Regions from separate parts of the Capra hircus genome. Here region 1 is linked to region 2. Evidence: chromatin contacts called from public Hi-C data. All regions are on one chromosome and are shown on one strand. Each heading gives the region's core, a stretch centred on a gene start, on an enhancer-like site or on the middle of the called end of the contact. The rest is flanking DNA. Distances are from core to core; before and after follow the strand shown.

The links. Hi-C and Micro-C count contacts between places; a contact is called where the count stands out from the background.
Region 1: a contact with region 2 is called in a Hi-C map of blood, with 2.0 times the contacts expected there. The contact joins the promoter of EVI2B here to the enhancer-like site in region 2. A contact is called at or near these places in 2 of 5 Hi-C or Micro-C datasets (both in blood).

The regions. Positions count from the first base shown.
Region 1 is chr19:18,327,548-18,333,159 of ARS1.2, forward strand. It overlaps EVI2B (protein EVI2B), which reads left to right and starts at 2,606. Exons shown (of 2, transcript XM_005693236.3): 1 at 2,606-2,804. All of the region lies in intron 36 of NF1 (neurofibromin), which reads right to left.
Region 2 is chr19:18,274,721-18,281,053 of ARS1.2, forward strand. NF1 (neurofibromin) reads right to left here. Exons shown (of 58, transcript XM_018064268.1): 58 at 1,126-4,800. The coding sequence ends at 4,658. Among named protein-coding and RNA genes, the nearest start is that of RAB11FIP4, 16 kb to the left of the region's middle. Within about 2 kb of position 1,866, at least 1 of the 5 cell types and tissues checked has an H3K27ac peak or open chromatin away from gene starts, as enhancers often do.

The sequences.
Region 1 (5,612 bases), core at 1,356-3,855, 54 kb after region 2:
AAAGAAAAGATGTGCATATGTGTGTGTGTTTGTTCTAATTTGGTAAATAGGATACTCGGGTAATTGCTGAACATTTAAAGAAATTGGGTTCAAGTAAAATAGTGGCTTACATTTAAGCCAAGATTTTCATCTTCAATTTAATATATTGCAAAAATTGCTTTGAGAGACTTTCCAACTGTCCACCAAAACTGACAGAGAACATAATTAAAGACCAGGCCAGTCTCAAAAATCTCATCCCTTCTCGAGCATTTATTTTGGGAAATATGCTAGACATTTAAGGAAACATTTATATATATGTATGTGTTTTTTTCTTTTTTACAATTCAATTCACTTTGACAAATGTTTACACATGTCAACACCTTTTAACTAACAAATGGAACATTTTCTCAGAAAGTGCCTTTAGGCCTCCTTCCAGTCTCTACTATCTCCACACCCTAACAACAGCCGTTGTTTTTTTTATAAAATAATTTGAAGTATAACTGCTTTACAATGTTGTGTTTGTTTCTCCTGTACAACAAAATGAGTCATACATATGTATACAAAATGTATACATATACAGCCCCTCCCTCTTGAACCTCCCACTCACACCCTCAATTCCACCTCTCTCAGTCATCACAGAGCACTTGGCTGAGGAAACATTTTACACATTTATATATATTTTTTCCAAGTATTACTGCAATTCTTTCTAGGTTAGTAATTCGCATCCTGACTGAGATTCAGAATCACCTGAAGAGTTTAACTCACCCATGTGTAAGTTACACCCTTCCTCCTGATTTAAATGGGGTGAGCTCCAGATAGAGGCATTGATAATTTTTGCATAATTCCCTAGATCATACTGCTCTTGGTCATCAGACTAAATTTGTAAAATTTCCATTGCTCCAAAGATCTAGGTAGGTTACATTTTTTTTTTTATGGTTACATCTTAAAATGAGACAGGGAAAAAGAACATCAATTTTCTTATCAATTTGTTACCGATTTATTAAAAATCCATTTCCCAAATAACAAATCATAACCCTATTATTCTAGAAAAAGGTAAACAACAACAAAGGAAAACGGAAAGCAAAAGAAAGCTCATGCCCATTGTGGTAACATCAGGTTATCTTTCGGAGAAGGCAATGGCACCTCACTCTAGTACTCTTGCCTGGAAAATCCTATGGATGGAGGAGCCTGGTGGGTTACAGTCCATGGGGGTCGCTAAGAGTCAGATATGACTGATCCATTTCACTTTCACTTTTATGCATTGGAGAAGGAAATGGCGACCCACTCCAGTGTTCTTGCCTGGAGAATCCCAGGGACGGGGGAACCTGGTGGGCTGCCGTCTATGGGGTCACACAGAGTCGGACACGACTGAAGTGACTTAGCAGCAGCAGATTATCTTTTGAAGGGTAAAAAGGATCAGATTTGAAATGAACCTGGGCAGAGCTCCCATTTTATGCATATCAAAAATCTGAGACTGCACAAAAACAGTGATAACACAAAGCAGTCCTTGAATCAAGAAACTGGAAACAAATGGTTGTCTTTTTAAAAATTAAAATTAACTAGGCAGCTACTTTCTTATGCAACACATATGTTGAACATCTTTACACAAAACAGAAAGCTCCTATTGCAGAAATATTTAAAATTTATCCCTCACAACTGGGGGCAGGAGGAAAAGGGGACGACAGAGGAAGATATGGCTGGATGGCATCACCGACTCGATGGACGTGAGTTTGAGTGAACTCCGGGAGTTGGTGATGGATAGGGAGGCCTGGTGTGCTGCGATTCATGGGGTCGCAAAGAGTCGGACACGACTGAGCGACTGAACTGAACTGAACATCTACTAAAATAGGTGTGATGTTGGGCACTTTACATTTATTTAATCCCATAATACATTTATAAATTAAGAATTATGATCTCTACTTTTCAGATGAGAGAGTCTAGAAGGTGACATGCTCAAAGAAATGTGTTTTTATACTGACTCATACTCTTCTCAACATACTTATTAGTTAACTTATTTAAAAGATGATTCCCAATTTATTTTTACTTTGCACTGACAATTACCTAGTTTGTGGGTAATTAAAGAGTTGTGGACTTGAACTTTAAAATCATTTAGGAAACTATTTGGAAAAAATTAATCATACTTTTACCTGGGTTTAGCCTAAATTATATAAGAGGAAATAACATTTACTGGCTACCAACTGTGTGTAAGGCATTTATATATTTTATCTTATTGAATCCTCTCAAAACCTAGTAACAGAAATATTCCTCCAGAGGAGGAAACTGTGATTCAGAAGTATAACGACTTGCCTACCGTCACACAAGTAAACAGGACACATCATTCATTTGTTATGAAAAGAAATCTCACTATGGGTAGTAACCCGACTGGCAGTTTTTCCGTATATAACTTTCTCTCCAAGGTTCTATTTTAAATATTTAAACTATATAATCACATTACTGTGTGCTGCAGTCCACGGGGTCTCAGAGAGTCAGACACGACTGAGCAACTGAACTGACTGAATCACATTACTAGAGAGTCTCAAATGTTTACTTATAAATGTTAATTAAAAGCACTCAAATCCTGTAGCTCCAAATTGTGTTTCAAATTAAGCTCTGTTAAAGTAGTACTTTCTTAGTCATTTTGTGGCTTATTGCACTTCCGGAACGAACTATTGATAAACTTCCTCTTTCTCTACAGAACCTATTTCAATGTGCTAGAGGATCATTTTTAATCTGAACGGAACCACTTTTTGCTTTCTTAGCCAAAGCACCAAAATGTCCAGTTAGAACAAGAATTTAGCCTTCTGCAAAAGAAGTTAACAGCCAAGGTAAGACAATTTCACACAGGCAATCTGGTTTGATCTTTGTTTTACATAAAATTTACTTTTGTCTGATTCTTTGTGACCCCATGGACTGTAGCCAGTCAGGCTCCTCTGTCCATGGAATTTTCCAGGCAAGAATACTGAAGTGGGCTGCCATTTCCTTCTCCAATTTTTAAAACTAAAATGTTATTATTGTTTTAAACTTAAAGGCTGATAGTCTAAAGATAGGTAACAGGTATTATGGTTTTGTTGCATGGAATTTTAAAAATTCAGTGTTGAGCTTGCCTTGGAGAAAAATTTTCACCTAGGTTTATATAATATAAACCCTTTAAAGTTTATTCAATCATTATGTTTGTTGACCTTAGTTCTGTAATTAAAAGAAATAAAACTACAGCCATGGCAGATAAAGCTAAGGGTTGGAAATAAGACTAGAATTCATGAGCTATGGCTAAATCTACAACCCCAAAATACCAACTGTTAAAAAATTTTGATTTTCTTTATATGAAAATTTCCTATATATAACATAATCCATAGGTTTAAATTATTTTTAATCTCCTTCAGTTTTCATAGTAAGAATGGTCACCATCAGTTAATTTAAAAATAAACAAAGGTGATTAGATGAGACACTCAATGATCATTATTAAATATGCTTTTTTATACAAATAGAATTTTAGTAATGATGATGACATGAAAATATTATCACTAATTTTTAAAGCTAAGAAAAAAACTGCTATGGTAAAATGTGTGGACATATACTCATCACTACATATTTATGTCACATATTATCTCAGTCTTTAGTAAGCAGTATAAAATAGATATGGAAAATAAAACTCATAGAATAGAAAGTTGTTAATATGGAGAAAAGATGTTTTCTTTGAGTAACTTGGACACTTGCAAAGGGAATATCCTCCAAAATAAAAATTGCCAAGAGTTTATTTACATAGACTCATAATATCATAGAATGGTAAATTCATAGTGGGTAATATCCTACTTCAACATTTCATAAAGTACTTATGACTTTCTTTTATGGAAGTCCACTTTGGATTTCTTCTAAGTAACTATTACAGAAATTAATACAGAAAAATGTTTATCATTTTTTGGATAATGCTTATCTATATATTTTTAAAGAATCTATTTCAAATGTAGGGTTTATTATGCCTGTGTTTTCCAACCAATCCCTATATAATTCCACTCAGAGGGAAATTATGAGTAAGTCTGAATTTTTTAAATGAAAATCTGATGCCTGTCAATGTCCAATCTTTAAAAGTCATCCCAATTATGCCAGTTTACAGGCTAACTAATCAAAACTCATATAATTGTTTTCCTAGTCACAGGACCAAAATGGTTTTCTGGTAGTTCTTGTCCAACCTTTTAAAAAGCTGACTCCAAAAGTCACTTACATTATCTATTCTCAGAGAGTTCACATCTCTTTTCCTCTTAAAGCACTCCTATTTTAGAATTTTACTATGAATGTAATGGAAGGAAGGAGATCTTATACAGGACTGACTGATTTCTGTATCAGTGCCACTACTTAGAGCTGTGACACTTTGGCAAATTATCCAACTTCTCTGTGTCTCAGTTTTATCTGTAAAGTGACGATAACATCACCTTCCTCCTTAAAACGGGACGGTGCCAAACACCTGGCATGTACTTAGTAAAATGGGAGCTCTTTTTGATAAAAGATAGTCATCAAATAATTCCTATCATAGTTCAAAGTTAATTTCCTCTTGCTGCTTTTCGTCAAGATACAGAATTGCTGTCTTCTTCCTTTTCTGGTTTCATAACTATACTAGCAGGAGATACAATACCACTAAACTTTATTATATCTGTATTATAACAAAGTAACTGAAGCTCAGATGTTATTTTTTGATACTGCTACCTATATCTGCCTTATCAAGGATATGCCCGCCAAATCTCCTTGATTCCTCTTTCAAAGACAGTAACACCTCTCTTATCATATCCAATTTAGCATCAGTTTTACATGCTAAACTCTTTATGTACTTATGCATTAAGGGGACTCCTACTTTAACTGCCTCTCAAATGCTTAGTTAAAACAGCTCATGTTTTTCTTCTAAAATTTTTTCAATATTCAGGAAAAACAAAGAACCAAGATCTGAGTTAAACCTCAAGAGTCCCAACCTAAAATAATGAGCAAAATACTGCCATATAAAGGTAGACAAACTCAGGGTTTGCCTGAGCAGTAGACTAGGGAAATTCTAGAAAAAATGCTATATAGATTGTTCATAGGTTAGTTAGAGTAATTAACAAGTAGCTTCCGAGTGCCAAAAGACGGTGGGGGGGCAGGGGGGAGTAGGGAATCTTGAGGATGCTTAGAGAGGAGTCCTGAAATGAAAGGTAAGTGAGTTTGAGAAGATGGGTGATCTAAGGCCTGTCCTCCATTTTGAGAACACTGATCCTCTGCTGATTCCTGCATCAGCAAAGACAGAAAGCAGCACTCTGTGGTTCCTTCTTTCATCTGCTCTGGTCTTCTCCCCCAGCTTCTAATTCTGTTTGCTTTAACCTTCTACCCTAACTTCTTGCTAAATACATAATCACTATTTGTTCTTCAGCCTTTCATTAACTTTTTTTTCTTTCAATACCTTCTCTAATCAATTTACCTCCCTATTCCATGTATTTGCTCTTTATCCTTTGTTTGGCTTTACTTTTATCTTTTGTGTTATTTTTTATTTCTTTGCATTCCTTTTTCATTTCATTGCATCCAACATTTTCTCCTCCTTTTTACTCCCTTGCCCCCTCTATGGTTCTTTCTACCTTTTTCTCCTGAAGAAGTAATGTTGGTATTTCAGGTACAAA
Region 2 (6,333 bases), core at 616-3,115:
GCTTCCCGTATGTCTTCCCATGAACAGACCGGTACTTGCCTCAGACCTAAAGTGTCTCCTTCACAGTCTTTTCAGCCCTTTGTCTAATTTAACAGATACTGCTGTCCTCATAAGGATCAGCTCTGTCCTGGCCACAGGGTCTAGGCTGCATTCTTTGTCCATCTGGGAGTAGCCCGCATAATGGGGTAATGGAGCCAAGGAGGGTGTTTGACAGTGCTTACACATGCTGTGTCTGGGAAGGTTCTACTGGAGAGAGCTGAGAAGCTGGAGAGAATTGTGGGGTCCTAACATAAGCCCTCTGTTGATCTCAGGGTGTCCTGGCATTTCTGATTGCTCATTTTTAAAGAACTAAACTCAGCCTCACTCAGAATGCAGAGTCACCCTTCAGTTTGGCAGGCCCTAAAAAAGCATTTGATGGGGTTCAGGACATGTGATCTCAAAATATGCCACCTTGAAGGAGCTTGAGAAAATGGCAGAAGCAGGAAGGTTTCTCTGACCTTTTTCCTCCCATCCTTTCCTGAAACACACATAAAACTTTCACTTGAGAGGCTGGGCCCTCCCTAACCCTGGTGGAAAGGAGCATCCAAATCTCTGAAGACAGAGGGACTTTGAGAATTGGAATAGATCTTGCTAGGCTTCCCAACTTCACTGCACTTACCTCGTAGTCTGGCCTATGAGATTTCTACATGATGCCCACTCTTCATCAAACCTAGGATAGAAATATTCAGGTTTTAACTGTTTTTTTTTTTTCTTTTTTTTTTTTGGGGGGGGTCTTCTCATCTCTTTTTAAAGGCTTCTGTCATATAAAATGTATACTAAGTAAATGTGTAGGCTTTCCTCCTATCAATTTATCAGTCTAATTTTCAGACTCAAGGGAAACTTTTTTCTCCTCTATGCATTTCACCAAAATTATTTTACCTTTAGTTGAGAGAGAAGTTCTGGAACTAGAAAGGTCTTTCCCATGGCAGGGTAGGGGGTGGTAGTGGTGGTGGTTTAAGAATCCAAGACATCCTTAAAAGAAAGGAAATGGCCTTAATGTTTCAAAAGATCAGGGAGGAGTAGGGGGCAAGTAAGAAGAGAGAGCTGATGCATGTGAAGAAATTAAATAACTCCCCACATCTTAGAGCAGATTGAATTTACATTTTACTTAAAAAAAGGGGGAGGAGTACATACACAGGGAGGAGAATGGGATGGGAACAACAGTGATCTGAAATGGGTTTCTACAGTTCTCCCCTACAATGGTGGGTTTTGTCTGTTGGGCAGCATTTCTCCTGCTGGCGTACAACTGCTTACGGTATTAACGAGGCTGTAGACAAGGGGACTGCCAGAGTTTGGGCCTGAACAGAAAAGAGAGGAGGTTACCATATACAATGTAAGTTTACAGTACACAGCATTTGCTTTAAATGATGTAACGCAGTCGCAGGAAGAAGTTAACAATACTAACACGAGAATAATCAAATTTTTTGTTTGTTATCCATGTACAGCAACTAACTGCTTTACAAAAAAGCAAAATAATACAATATATCATCACATGTATTTACAGTGTAGTAAATATACTTTTCTGTCAAATTTTACACAAATTATTTACAGGTGAATATACTGCATTAAAAAAAAAAAACTGTGTGGCTGACACTAAGAGTGAATTTTTGTATAAGTCCATTGCATAACATTGAATAAGACATGCCTCATTATGCCTGGGTTAGGGGTAGGATGTAAAAACAAAACCAAAAAACAAAGAGAAAAGCCAAAACGAAACTGAGAACCCTAAAACCCACTCAGCAGGGTGGGTTGCCGGCTTTCATGCCGTCTCCCCTAGGACAGCATCCCCTGGCTGTTCTCTCCGGCATCCTCAGCCCTGGCCTAGGACCTGCATGGAGCCGGCCCCCAGTAGCGACAGGTGCTGAGTGGACGCAGGAGAGAGCATCGGCCATGTCCCCCAAAGCGAGAGAACCAGGTCTCAAGGCTGGCAAAGAAGAGCACACCCCTGGGACAGCGGGGGTGATAAAGCAGGGAGATCATGAGCAAAAAATGGTGAGTTAGTGTTTTCCTTTTTAAAAAGTCAGGGGAAACATCTACAAACCCAAAACAAATTAATTTATAGAACTTACATCAGATTATGCAGAATAGGCAACCTGCTGTAAACTTCAGAATTTCTTGTGCAGGTTATAAGTATGAGGCCTAAAAAAGTTTCATTTCTCCAGGGGAAGCATATTGGTGAGATTTACCTCATGTTCATTTTAGTTTCTTGGAAAGCTAGATTCTCCTCAAAAGTCAGAAGTTCTTTAAACAAGGTGAACCTTAAACCTTAATAAGTTTTCAAATTTCCAGGATGTACTGGTCAAAAATATTTCTGCAATTCAAAGAAGGTTCAGTTCTGATTTATGCAATGCAGATCATTTCATGAGGTACTTCAACTGAATTCACTCCCTTCATTACACTAGAGGGAAGTTAATTAATAAATTTAAGAAATAACATACCCTGGAAAACTTGTTTATGGAAAGATCAATATCTTTTAGTGGTAAAGCGTTGGAAGTTTGTTTTGATGGGAGAAGCAAAATAGCATAACACTACCCATGGTCATTGCACCAAACCAACCAACAAAGAGGGAAAAACAGAGAACCAAAATTATTAAAAGCTCACATTCCAGGAGCCAGGGTGCCCACCCCAGAAGCTCTGGGCTGTGGGAAGACATGGACCTTACCAGCAGCTCGGCATTCTTGGCACCAGGCTGTTAAAGATCTATTTCTAAATTCAGCTCTGGTCTTACTTCCTTGTCATCTTAGTTGCTCTGTTATTACAACACTCTATTCTAATGAAGCCTCTACAATAGTTAAAAGTAAAAGTTTAGTTAATTGCATGTATCTTCAATATTTTCCAACAATTCAGGGTCAAAATAACTATTAGCACTAAAGTTTTTTCTTTTTTTTAATTTTGGCAAATGGTTCTTACTTTTCCCAGGACTATAAACAAATTAAAAAAATTAAATTCTTGTTATTTCTGAATATCAAAAGCAATTTTATTTACATTAACATATTACATTGTTACTGTGTGGATAAATGTGAAATGTGTTATATTATTAAAATCAGAACACTTAAATGTACCATTATTTATTGATTTAGCTGTGGAATTTAATTTACTGAAATCCACTCATGAAACAGCACTTTCGGAAACTCCCCCTCCCCTAGGTTTCTTTTCCCCTCCCAAAGCCATTACATCTTAACATATAAAGGGAGCCCAGGAATAGCGGGATAATATCTGCTTGTAATAAATATGGTTTAGTCCTAAATTGGAACATCCAGATACTAATATAGTCACTGAAGTCAAATTATTTTGCATACTGCAGGTACCATAAAAAATTGGATCTGCATTACTATGGAAAATTCCAATGCCATGATAATCCACACCATTCAGCATAGCAGCAGCGCTTAAGGTCCCCTATTGTTGTAATAATGCAGGCTGACCAGTCTTTTCACAGTGATTAAACGCAATTCTATCATATAGAACCGAAATGTTTTGCTAAAGAGATTCCTGATTTTTTGGAGGGGAGAGGAAAGATAACAAGACATTTAAAATACATCTCATCAAAAAAACTTTTGATAATATACACCATACTCTATGTTTCTGGGAAAAATATTAAACAAAATAAAAGCATCATCTACTCTAATAGTCACGTACCATTCCATTTTGTATGGAGCTAATGCAACCATCTACGAAATTACCTTCTAGGAACAATTTTCGACACTTTGTTCACTGATTACCCTGCTTAGAATTATTTAGGAAAGAAGAGGAGGAAGGGGAAAATGTATAATTACTATACTTAGTATAGTTTTGGTTTACAAAAACAAAAAATGACTTTTAGCATATTTAAAGATTAAAAGATAATCAACTGGAGAAAAATATAAACTAGTTTGGATGACTGACTGAGTTTGGATAAGGCCTCAGAACTCATCTCTTTAATTCAGTAATGTTAAGATATATGTGGTTATGTTTATTTCCTGTAATTATTGCTAATACTCAAGTGTTAGTATTTCTTAAGAACCCACTACAAAATACTAAATCCCTCCACCCTCCCCCCCACCCCAAAGTACCTTGCCTGTGGCTTTATGGTGTGAAGTCACTGAGGCTTGACCTCTATGGTTCTTCAGTTTTGAAAGGTAAAAAAAAGTCCACAGCTAAAAGTCAGATTAAACATACTGGGGTTATAATATTATTTCTCCCATAAACTTCTATCTTGAAAAGTGTGTAAATAAGACTAACACTTTACTTTGTATGTTGAAGAAGGGGAAAACATAGAAGGCAGAGCTCTGTGCAAATGGCTTTCATAGCTGGCCAGTAGTAGCAGTATTCAAGAATTCATCCTCTCTCACAATTGGGATGTTCTCAGTTCAAGTGTCCTGACTGCCCACTCTCTTTGCAGCTGTTCTGAACACTTGCTTAAATCAGACACACCGAAAGTAAAAAAAAAAAAAAAAAGGTTAAAGAAAAAAGCAGCATTAAATTTAGGCAATGCTTCCAAGAGTTGATCATCTGGCAACATGGCAGACTGGATGGGCTCGTCAGAAAACATGAAGTGCAGCATCACAGCACGGTGGTGAGGGGTCACTAGTGAAGAGCCCGTGTCAGTTAAGTCTGTTTGAAAAAGGAAAGAAAGAAAGCTTCACACGATCTTCTTAATGCTATTACGTTTGAAACTGCCAGCACTTCTCTGCTTCTGCACCTGGCTTGCGGATCCATGGCGAGTTCGTCCACTGTTACAGTGCCCAGTGGTGGGGGAGAGTTCAACATTCTCCTTGTCGATTCCTGGAGAGAAACGAAGCAGCCAGTTACCCTCTTCTCCTCTGGTGTTAAGCTCCAGGACTGAATCTCACAATTTGTAAATGAGATACAACCTAGTCTATTGTTTTTGCATTCATTTTAAGAGTCAACTGCTAGAGTGTTTACAAAGATCTTGAGGTTTACACACCTCACACTTTGTTAAGCAAAATTTGCTATCACAGCAGAAAAATAGCGTAAGAGGGGAAAAAAAACAAAAGAAAAACCAGAGAAGTTGCAAGGAAAAGCCAGAGGCAGGCAGGCTTGAGCTGAATGAAAGGCTAGCAGTCACCAGACTAGAATGCCTTCCTCCAAATCATACCAGAAGTTTCCAGCAGAGGGCCATGTAGCCTTACTAGTTGTTTATACACAGGATATATTCTGTAATTGCCAAAGCTACGGAAATATGCCATTTCAAAGAAAGGGAGATGCTTTTTCTTCTCAAATTCATAGTGCCTACCCCAAAGGAACTCAAATATTGATTAAGAAAATAATATATCCTAAAGGTCATACAGCAGAATTTTTGCTTTGATCTTTTCAACTCTGCCAAGTCATTTTTTGTTCTACACCTTAACAGTTGCCATTTACTTCTCTCACGGAGGAGATTAAACCTCCCCAAACAGGGCCCTACAATGTATTTTATAAATGATCTGATTAGTAACTCCATAAAGTGACAAGAAGCAAAAAACAGGGTATATTTTTACTCATCGGATGAGTAAAGATTTCAGATTAGACAGGTCACAGGATAGTGGTTGCCTCTGGGGAAGGAGTGACTGGAAGAGGGTATGAGGATGGTTTCTTGGGGGTGCTGGTGATCTTCTGTTTCTTGATCTGGATGCTGGATTTTTAAGTATGTTTACTTCTTAAAAATTCATTAGGTTGTAATTTATAATCTGTGTGCTTTTCTGTCATACTTTAATAAAATTTACTAAAATAATTAGACCAATTATACCCACCTTTAGCTTAACTACTAGTGGCAAAGCAAAAAGTATTTTAGTCGTTTGTAGCAAAATTTAAGCCATTTATAGCAAAATGTAACAAAATGTAGCAAATGACTGATATTTACTAATATAGAAAAATGACCATAATTTGGGAGTAGGGGGAAAAGAAATCCACTTACAGGAAGGAAAAAAAAGGCTGGGAAAACATCTGCCAAAATATATTATTACTGGATGGTATGATTTCAGGTAATTTTTAATTTATTATTTTTTGGCTGTGCCATGTGACTTTCGGGATTTTAGTTCCTCGAACCCATGTCCCTTGTAATGGAAGTGGGGAGTGCTAACCACTGGGACACTAGGGAATTCCCTACTTTATTCTTACCTGTACCATCTGAATTTTAAAATAAAGAGTAAATTTGAGAGTGGAAAAAAATTCTATTTTTGGACAAAAAATAGTACGTCAAGTCAAAAAGTATTTATGTGACTGAAAATATACAAAGATCCATACATCTGCCTGTTGGCTCATGAACAGAAAATGGCTCTGTGATGACCTCCTAGGAGCCACACATCCTCCGTTTGG